Regions from separate parts of the Hermetia illucens genome. Here region 2 is linked to region 1. Evidence: chromatin contacts called from public Hi-C data. All regions are on one chromosome and are shown on one strand. Each heading gives the region's core, a stretch centred on a gene start, on an enhancer-like site or on the middle of the called end of the contact. The rest is flanking DNA. Distances are from core to core; before and after follow the strand shown.

Evidence for each region. A called contact is a pair of places that touch in the nucleus more often than the background predicts.
Region 2: a contact with region 1 is called in a Hi-C map of an unstated tissue, with 3 times the contacts expected there. The contact joins the promoter of LOC119647521 here to the promoter of LOC119648145 in region 1. A contact is called at or near these places in 2 of 2 Hi-C or Micro-C datasets (an unstated tissue and whole body).

Annotation. Positions count from the first base shown.
Region 1 is chr2:63,899,062-63,904,401 of iHerIll2.2.curated.20191125, forward strand. It overlaps LOC119648145 (serine/arginine-rich splicing factor 1A), which reads left to right and starts at 2,232. Exons shown (of 4, transcript XM_038049702.1): 1 at 2,232-2,571. The coding sequence starts at 2,411.
Region 2 is chr2:64,074,216-64,079,555 of iHerIll2.2.curated.20191125, forward strand. LOC119647521 (alpha-soluble NSF attachment protein) reads right to left here and starts at 2,961. Exons shown (of 6, transcript XM_038048491.1): 1 at 2,747-2,961; 2 at 2,489-2,672; 3 at 2,299-2,430; 4 at 2,097-2,243; 5 at 1,858-2,031. The coding sequence starts at 2,829. LOC119647520 (peroxisomal biogenesis factor 3) reads left to right here and starts at 3,248. Exons shown (of 2, transcript XM_038048488.1): 1 at 3,248-3,419.

The DNA of each region.
Region 1 (5,340 bases), core at 982-3,481:
GATGCATCACTGATTTTTTTCAGATTTTTCTGAGAAAGAGGCCTGTTTCCCTTTTTGGGGCACATATTTTGAATCCTATCTCTCCTATGTTTTACCCAACATCAGAAAAAAGACCAGATTTGACAAGTACTATTCGAGCCCTTTCATCTGATACCCCACTTGACCATGTTCTGTGGAAAAAAATGTGCACCCTCCCCCCGAGTAAATCGGGTGTGACAGACTGTTGTAATAGACAGACAGACAGACGTACAAACGGACAGACATTGAGTCAACTTTAATAAGGTTTCTTTTACACAAAACCTTAAAAACGAGATTTACCTAGTAGGAAGACACAGGTGTTCGAACCCCATGTTTGCGCAACTTTTATCTTATCTTTCCTTGGTGTCGGTCGTGTCTTGATCCCCCGATTTTCATATCCATTTCTGAGTTGTTCCAAGATCCTTAGTTTTTATTGTGTGACTACGATAAATTGTCTAAAGTGTTATATTGTTGCAAATTGTTTTTTGCTAATTGTTTTGTGTTCTAGTTTTGAGCTTGACCAATCGCAACAGTTTTTCCTTCATTTATTTGAAATATGCAGTTTCTAAACTAGGATACAACAATCCTGGCCGGATCATAGCGTCAGTTAAAATTAACGACCCAGATGACTTGGAGGGAATGATTCGTTTTTACCTCTCGGCGTTTTCATCAATCACAATCCTGATTTCCGAGCTTCGAAACAGAACATATCTTTTCCCCTTACTATTATAAAAACTTGGCTGAAGTGTTTTTCCGGATGTATGGAAAGAAGGAAGTTCGTATTATACCCTCACACAAGAAAGGTGAGAAAACCCGGGCCGAAAATTACTGACTGATATAGAGCTTGGTCCTACCAAGTTTGTTGGAAATCGCATTTTTACTAACAAAGTTATAATAGGTCAAAGTTGTCACTTCTTTGGGAATTCAAGATTTTGAATGTTAATATCCCCTGAAAGTGGATATTCTCACATAATATATGCGTATATTACGTGTTACGTACTAATGGGACAAATTCGCATTCAAATGTCTTTATAAAAGAAGTACGCAAAAGCTTTCATACCTGAAGCGTCCAGCTTCCTGTTTCCCGACATGTTTCCCTTATCGATAGTACCCCAAGGGTCCATCCTCGGTCCATTTCTGTTTTCATGTTTCGTGGATGAGCTTCCTTCCTTGTTTACCTATTCTAGCCTTTTATATGCAGAGGATTTAAAATTGTTTTCTGTCGTCAGTTCGCCTATTGATCAGTCCAGCCTTCCAAAATATTCGGCTTTATCCTTCGTTCCTCCGATCAATTCCTGGATATACTCATGCACTTCTCAGTCATCCATTATAAATACTTCGTTCGTAATAGTCTTGGGATTATAACCGTTTGCAGCTTGGTCCTCTGGCTTCATCCCTAGCCACTTAAAAAAATAGAGTTATTGACACTTTGTAATTTGTTTGTTTTCCTATATGCACTTATATGTAATAAGTAATTGAAGTATTCCCCGTTTATTGTTAATCAAATAAATAAATAAACTACCTGCTCTAGGCGGCCGCACGATGCATCCCACCAAATGCTGGTGCTTTATTTGACTATGGGATAACAATTAATGTAAAACAGGAAAGAAAACGTCCAGGTATACATCAGGACTGGCTTTTAGTTCAGTGCGTTCTAATAATCTTGGACATTTTTGGGAGTGGGTTATGTAAAAACAATTGCACTTTGAGATCTTACACTAAGTGTAAAAAATGTTATTTCCGTCTATGTCCCAATAAAAAAATTGTTTATTTTACCATGTTCCATAGCATTTATGTTCGATATTGTATTAATTAAATGCATAAAATATAATTTCCATAATTCACGTTGTTTAAAAGTAAAAGAGTATTTGATTTTCTTATTAAAATGTGTTACTTATGATAATAAATGTCTTCTTAAAAATCCCTCGTATTTTAATCATCCCTCGTATCTTAATTCATGTAATTGAGGTGTTGAATCTAGAGGGTTAAAGAATATGCAATTATTATTTCCGCTGCCATTACGACTGTATATTACTCCTTAGTTCGAATTTTAATTTGCCTTAATATTTACAATTTGAATGGCCCGGGGGACAGCGTTTATCTCAGGAATTAACCATGCGTACGTTCAATGTCAGGTGGCCACGACATGACAGCGAGAAATCGTCACAACGAAGCAGGCATAATTCCGTGCGACGTTCGGACACATACGTCGGTCTTCATTTCGCGGCGCAGTTGAGTGCGATAAGTTGCTGTGGGATAAAGTTTTGAACGGTGGTGCGATACGGTTGCCGGGCTTTTGTTCTATTAACTTTTCACGGTTGTCGGCTGAGAGCGCTTCCCGCTGATTTTCTTTGCAAGCTAGTGCTGGTTCCTAATTGTGAAATTCTAGAAAATGTCGCGAAACGAGTGCCGCATTTACGTCGGAAACCTGCCGCCAGATATTCGCACGAAAGACATTCAGGACTTATTCCACAAATTCGGCAAAGTCACGTTTGTTGATTTGAAAAACCGGCGTGGTCCTCCATTTGCATTTGTCGAGTTCGAAGACGCCCGGTAAGTTTTCGATTGTGGGTGGTTGTTTTCTGTTTTGCGTGATGACTTTCGAGTATATTTTCTGAATTTGAGGATTGCGGTTCATCTAGAGGATTTGATGGACATTTGTGGAGGAGGCAGCTCGCGGCCCGCATTGTTTGATCGATATGGAGCTTCGCGGCTGGATGCGCCCTTGGAGCCTTTGTTCGGAGATTGGAACATGGCCGGGGATTTCGAGGAATTTTATGTGCAAATGACTCAGCGAGGTCTGCAGTTAGATTTCTTCTGAGCCCACAATTTGGACGTAGACTTTGTGCGGCCCGTCGACTCGCTGGAATTCCCACCGCTTCGACTTCTGTTTAAGGTACTGCATTGCTCTTGGGAATTGTACTGCTCTTGACTTTTTGGGGCTGATGAGAGTTCTTCGTATCTTGGTGCCAGCTGTCTACTTATGGCATTCTTTGTATATCGGGATGTTATGAATGCGCCATAGGGGTATTAACCCGGCGACAGGGTCGTGATACGTCCAAGGAAGACCTGTGCCGAGATAGACAATTTGCCTGATCTTGTTTGATTCCTTTTCTCGTGCTCTTTGGTTGCTTCTATAAGACGTCTCCAAACATAGTAGCGGAAGTATAACCTACTAGTGAGAATACCCGCCAATTTATGCCGAGCGGAGAGGTTTGAGTAGCGATTGAATAGCCATGGTACACCCGAAGTTGCATGTACATCTCCAACGGTGTCTACTTTTCGTAAATGAATGCTTAGAGTGCATCATAAGATTGGTCATCACCTGATGTCGGTTCGGTAGAAATGTGGCGTTCCAGCCCCAAGCTTGTAGAAAGCACATCAAATTTATTTAATGGGATAGCATTAAACATTTCAATTTATTGCCAGCTGGTATGCGTCTATTATATCACTTTTCATATTTATGGGAGGAACCTCAGATTAACAACCAAGTTCTGCTGCTCTGTCGTAGTTCGCAACTTCAGTATGGCGCGTATCACACGATCAATCTCCCAAGACTAGGGCGTAATGAAATGGCTTACTTACTTGTAGTCTGCGGCAAATTAATTGAAATTTGCTAGGGCACCTTATACGCTTTACTGAAAACCAGTTGTGGAGATTTTCGTTCATTTCAGGATATACCCTAGTGCGCCCAAAAAGTAAATCTGACAATTCACTCATTTCCTAAACCACTGAGTACACTAAAGTTCACATATCACAAATAATTCTTTTTCCGGGAGATTGGTGTTTTAGCGCCCACAGGCAATAGAAAAAAAACGAATATAAATAATATAGATGTCCCGGTGAACTCCGTATCACCTAAATATGTTTATGAAAAATATGGTCAAAACTTAATACAAAATTTTCATTTATATTAAATTCAACACAGTTATATACTTAATCACTACTTTCTGATGTATTTTTTTGCGGTCGGTAAATATATGAAGATGATGGTTTTCCGACTTGTGAATACGCGATCTATAATTGTCCACGCGCGAAACGGAAACTTCAAGCTGATTCTGTAAAATTTCAACGACTGGCTTTGCAACTTATGGTCATTGCAAAGGTCAGACGCGCGGGAAGTTGTAGACGCATAAAATCGAATGGAAAATTCAAAGGAATCATCGGTATACACGGAATGAAGACATTCTCTCGTCTTTTCCTTTGATGGCCTTGGCCTCGGTGACGTTATTCATTAGCTTTTTCACAGCCAGTCTCGTACCATTGCACAGTGGGGGTTGATTTATGTTACGCAACATAGTCACAATCAATTCTACTTTTAATTGTAAATTGTAAGGTGGTAGTCCAGGCAGGTAGATAGTTAGACTAAGTCATCCTGGGTGGAAACTGTGTCAACTGATTTCTAAGAAAAGAATTTTCCTGGAAGAAAATCCTGAACGGTCGCATGAAGATCATCGACCTCTTTGTTTTTGGTCACAGGAATTGCTTTTTCACTCAGCTAATTATAGTTTCTGAACTTTTGTTCTATGTCCAGGATAACTTTCACCGTTTAAACCTTCCCTGAACTTCCACAAATATTTCAAGATCGAAGACAAATCGGTTCACCGAGTTATATCGAAACATCGATCAGCAATTGATGAATTTGAAATTTTATTTTTATAGAAAAATATTTATTCATCAATATTTATATTGTCCCCTTCAAAGTAATTCCCCTCAGATATAATACACTTGTGCAAGCGTTTTTCTCCAGTCCCGAAGCATTCCTGATGAACACTTTTTGGTATAGGCTGAGATCTTCCAGCAGTGCAGTCTTTATCTCGTAATCGTTGCAAATCTCCATCCTTCCATAGGTCTCTTGAGTTTTGGGAACAGGAAAAAGTCAGTTATGCCCCATTTGAGTATATCTGGATCGTCATTGACGTCACTCAGCAGCTCCTGAGCAATGTTCATCCGACGGTATTTGTGATGAAAGTTTAGCAGTTTTGGGGCAAACTTCGCTGCTACACGCCTCATGCCCGAAGTATCCGAAAAAATATATGACAAGAGCCGACCTATCTGTCAACATCCTCAGCAACCTCTCTTGTGATAATTCGACGATTTTATTAAATTAATTTTCTTCAGAGCTTCAACGTTATCATCTGTTTTTGATGTACTGGAGTGTCCAGAGTGAGGCTTGTCATTGACATCTTCTCGGTCATATTGAAAGAGCTTGTATCATTTGTAAACATTGTTTGTACTTTGAGCAGATACCGTGTGCCACTGTCAACATCTTAAGTGCTACAGAGCACTGATTCCATTTTTTTACACAAAATTTTATGCAAA
Region 2 (5,340 bases), core at 1,711-4,210, 180 kb after region 1:
TTGTCATCAGGTGCTGCTGAAGCTTGGCCAGCTGAACGAAAAATTCCTGATATGGATACCAGGGCACTCAGAATCAGCATTTGGCATCCGTCCATCTACTGTCAAGTCTACTCTGAAGGGAGAAATTGCAAGGATTTCCGCATTTGAATGAAGAACTCTTCTGCCGGCAAGCGAAAATCCTTGTGAAGGAACCCGAGACCGCTGGAGCGGCATTTTTGTTATCCCTTAAGAAGTGGCACATGGAAACCCCATGAAAAACTACCCCATGGAAACAGTCGGAGTGGTGATCTCGGCCATGTGCAGCCAATGTGAGGAGGAAGAGACGACCGTGCATTTCGTATGCAGCTGCTCGGCATAATCAGAACTCAGACGACGATACTTTGGTAACGTTTTCTTCCACGTAGAGTTTGCGCATTCTCTGTGTCTCGAGAATGTTCTCAGACTCGCGAAGGCCTGCGAACGCCGTAGGCCAGAGGCCATTGTATAGCCGATCACCGGGGATAGTACTATGAGCCTAACAAAGCTCAGAGTGCTTGGAGCTGCGGCTCCCCCCACTAAACTAAAACTACTAAGTAATCACCGTGACTTTACTCTCCGGGGGGGGTTAAGAGCGGGTCGCGGGAATAGCTTTAGTGATTGAAAATCAAAAACACTGCTGCGTAGTGCCTTCTTTTCACGATTTCCGCCTGCATCCATGCAGAAAAAATGCACTGAGCGCTCTGGTCGTTCATGAATATATGGACTTTAGTAAGTGTGCAAATTCTTAGTTGAAAAGAATGCTACCAAGATATATTGCTTTCAAGTCCTTGAGACGGTAGTCTGTGTGAAATCGCAGTCAAATAATGGAAGAATGGTACTGCAATTACTGTTTCTTTCCGATAATCAATAATAGCTAACTGCAGGCCTTCTTACATCCTACCGATTCCATCAGCTGACCTAAAAATTTACACAGTCCTTCATTGATTATTGCTGTATTGACTTCGGCTCAAAACAATCAAGAAAATTGAAAAAAACAATGTTTAATAATTTAATGTTTAATCCGCACGGAAAAAAACTAAGAATGATATTTTTCATTTTAATTGTGAATAAAAAGAAATTTGTTAGCACAATGCAAACTAAAATGACATCCCAGTTGCTGACTGCGCGAGACTGCTCTATCTTAGTCAAATATTTTTTTCCAAACATATTGAAGTGAACAAGATATGAAAGTCAAAGAAATACATCTGTTCTCTTGTCACAAATTGACGGCGACATCGATTTCGCCAGTCCGTGATGCAATTTGATTTTCATAAAGGCGTAACTTCATTCGGGCGAGCGCAGGCAATGTTTGAGATAAAATGCCTGCTTGACTTCAACTAAAAGTCATATTGTTAGGTACTTCAGGTATTTCACTAGGACATGAAATATGTTTCACCAAAAACCATTCAGTCGAACAAGTTATCCCTCAACCCTGACGAAATCCAGTTTTTATGTTCACAGGCAGAGCGTGGCCAACTTAGTAAAATTAATCCGCGGCACCCAACGGTTGACTTGTGGATGCAATCGCGGCAAAGTACAACTTTCGGTCATGGTACCGTTTCCGGAGCATCAAATTTGTCACCGTCAACTGCACTATCCAAAAATGGACTTAGTCGTAGCGAAGTACAATTTACTATCTTTAAATTTTCCGCGTAATTTCACCTCGAAGTTTATTACGGCAGAACTTTTGTCGCATACGTTAGTCATAAACGCTTTTTAAACAAGCGCTTAAGTTAGAATCCATAAAACAACTCAAGGTTTACCCAGCAACCAATTCGGCTTTCTAGCTGGCTTTCACCTAAGAGAATAAAAGCAATCTTATCAAGACATGGAGCTTACCTTGATAAACTTGTACTCCCGCGAGTCTTGGAAGGCCGGATATTGCTGTGCGTATCTTTCCAACGCGTGCTGAGCATTCAGGATGTCTACACTTAGGTGGCATAACGCTGCTCGGAAGAAGTATTCCTTCGCGCTATATTTCAACAGGGAACTTTCAAGGGACGAGGCGGCGACCTGGAAGAATATTTGCTCCAAATACAAACAGATTCAATGCAGAAATCTCAATTAAGCCCACTTACTTGCTCATAAATCTGGATCGCTTTATCGTATTGCTCGAGTTGAGCCGCATACTGTGCTACTTTCAGTAGACATTTATTTGCGGAGCTAAGTGATTCCTCGCCTTTGAAGTAGTCCGCGGCTTGCTCGTAGTGCTGCACCGCGCGTTCCTGTAAAAAATGCAATAATTACCCGTCCAGGACTCGTGGAATAGTAAGCGCTTACCAAACCATTGGGATCAGCCTCGTACATCTCGGCAATGCTCTGGTGGTGCTTCGCAGCCATAGTGAAACGCCCCATGTCTGTATAGATTTCGATTGCCTTCAGCAGGCACGCTACCGCCTCCTCCAAGTCGTTCTGTGGGAAGGCACATTTCCGTCTCTTGCATGTAAAGAAATAATCAAAGCGAACTGACCTTCTTGTAACAATTTGATGCGTCAACATAGTTGGAGGCTGCGTCATGACGACTGCCTGCCTTCGCATGTAAATTTGCAGCTTCGCAGAAGGCCTGTCCTGCCTTAGCCCAATTCTTCGACATCTTGAACAGATTGCCAGCTCGCTGGTAGCATTCAATCGCATCTTCAACCCTATTAGATCCTCTACAAAGTTCGCAGTCGAAAGTAGAAACAAATTAGGGAACAGCGCAAATCGTAAAAATGGGTCTCACCCGAACAATGATCCCAAAAATCCTCGTTGATTCAGCTTCTTCTCGGCCTCAGCCATGAGCTGTATGCCCTTTTGCTCGTTGTCCGACATTTTCACGGCAGATATATTCACCAGGAATTTACGCTTTCTCCTCCGATTATTTCGCCAGCACAGAACTAGTCACAGACCAAAGAAAACTCAATACAAGATAGCCGAGATATCGATTGACAAAGTGCTTCGTCGTTTTGCCACGGGGGTGCGGCAGCAGCGATGTGCATTGGCTATGCGCATTTGATCGCGTTTAATGGTGAGCGCGATTTTTGAATGAAATCGCCTTCAACATACTCCTACCCCACTTGGGAAGCAAATTTATGTGTTCGAAGTTAGCTTTCTGTAACTTTTCACTGGAGTGATTACTTCGTTTCATTATTCTTCCGTCACAACTCCTTAAAATGTTTGCAGTGTTCAACCTTGATATTGGTGAAAACAGCTGTCAATTGAGGGCATGACCATTCGATGAACAAGAACTGTTGGTGAAAATCTGACAGCGACGAGTTGATAAACTCCGTGACATAAAAACACTCAATGCCCATGGGCTGACGAGTTGTTGTTTTTAGCGATTGTGATAGTTTTAGCGGTGTTGATTTGTTTTCAGGAATTCGCAGCCTGTTCCTAAGCTCTTCATTCACGGACGTTGTTTGGTAAGTGCCTCTTATCGGAACATGGTCAAATTTCTTCGCCATTACATTCCAGTCATTCAGTGCTCAGATTATGCCGGAAAAATTGAATACATAGATATGAGGTGTAAAGTTCAAAGTCAATAATGTATAGGCCAAATGCATAACCTATTGCCGGCCGAGCCATAAACATTTTCATATTCTGCATATTCATAGAATGAATCACATTGTCCGGGCAATGCGCAAGCCATTGAACTTGTGCTCACGGTGAACTTTTAAAATTACGTTTTTGAGCGAAAAACTTTTCAACCACTGCGCAGATCGCAAAGTAATAAATGCAATTATAGATTAATCAATTCTTGAACTTTTATATCATCCTCGACCTTCCGTCATCATCAACGACGCAACAACCAGCCCCATCTGAGGCAGGGTCTGCCCGATTTTCTCTTTCTACCATAAATATTACCCTTTCTAATGGGAAATGAAAATTGGCGATGGCTAAAACACCATCCTGAGTGGCCAGAGAGGAGGGAGGAAAAGCTATCCCAAGAATCCACCAAGTTGATGAAATTGACCGTGTAGATCCGCCCATCCATAACGGAAAAAAACACAAGGACTAAACTGGAAATTAAAACAAAAACAAGCCGGAATACTGGAAGCTGGACGCTTCAGGTTTAAAGTTTTGTATTCATCTTGTGTGAAAAATTTCCTTTGCACGTTTTCCCATACATACATAGGTACAAATTCAAAATATTCTTTCATACATCCAACTCTGCCCTTCATATGAGTTTATATGATAATAACATCATACACGCCTTAGAGTCCACTAAATTTATGTTAAATGCCGAACTTTGGCCTTTCATGACTTCGTTAATAATATGGACTTCCCTCAAACTTTCCAAAATTGATTATTACTTATAATGTTACTCGCAGATGAACTTAAGGAGCGCAAATTTCTAAAATATGGTAATATGCTGTTATTAACTTTATTTGAAGAGGTATTGAAATGGGATGTATTTTGAGGCCTAGATTTTGTTTAGATCCACCATTAGGATTTTTTCCGGTTGCATAGGTTCTAAGAGCGAGATCAGCTTCGAGAAGTATTAATCGGAACCGTTCATTTGATACCCCCCATGACCATATTCTGCGAAAAAATATGCACCCCCTTCCACATGTATGGATTTTGTTTCACACAAAACCTTATTCAATGTATGACAACTCTTCCACCAATTCTCATGAATAGAATTTATTCCATTTAATTTATTCAGAAAACTATGTTACTATGATTACTTAATACTAGTTGGGAACTAATACTATCATAATACTAGAATCACGGTAAATCTTAACAAGCTGGGAGGGCGGGGCAGCCTGCCTGTCTACAATCAGCTGAAGCCCCGGTCAAATCCAGCCACTGATGATGCAATGACTCCTTTTCGTCTGTTTGGTTCGAATTTCCCGAGGTTAATAACGGAGTCGTCTCGAATTTTTTCTCCACCGGACGAGACTATGTTGTCAGTAATCAATTGCCCGGAGGAATAGCAAAATGAATGCTACACGGAGCACGAAACTCACGGTCATGTTTAACGAGTCTTAACGTTGGTCCAAGTACAGGAGCAGGTTAATTGAATATCTAACTGTCCACCTTCGATATCGGAGCTGAATATATACGGATAGCATTCTGCTGGCTCATCGTCCAGTTCCGAGGCTGAATTGTTTTTGTGAAGGATTCCATCTTCTGCTGAACAGAGGTATATACCACTCACTTGAATAGTGTAACCGCCGCCGATACGTACTATCACCGTCCTCCACAGCCACCTCGTGCCTCTGTTGATACAACGATTTCCAATGTCAACTGACTTCTCCAGTGGCCCATGGTAATGTACGGTGACTGCTCGGATTTTCTGATCGCTCCTAGATTGGCGGCGTTTCTCTTTCCTTAACAAAA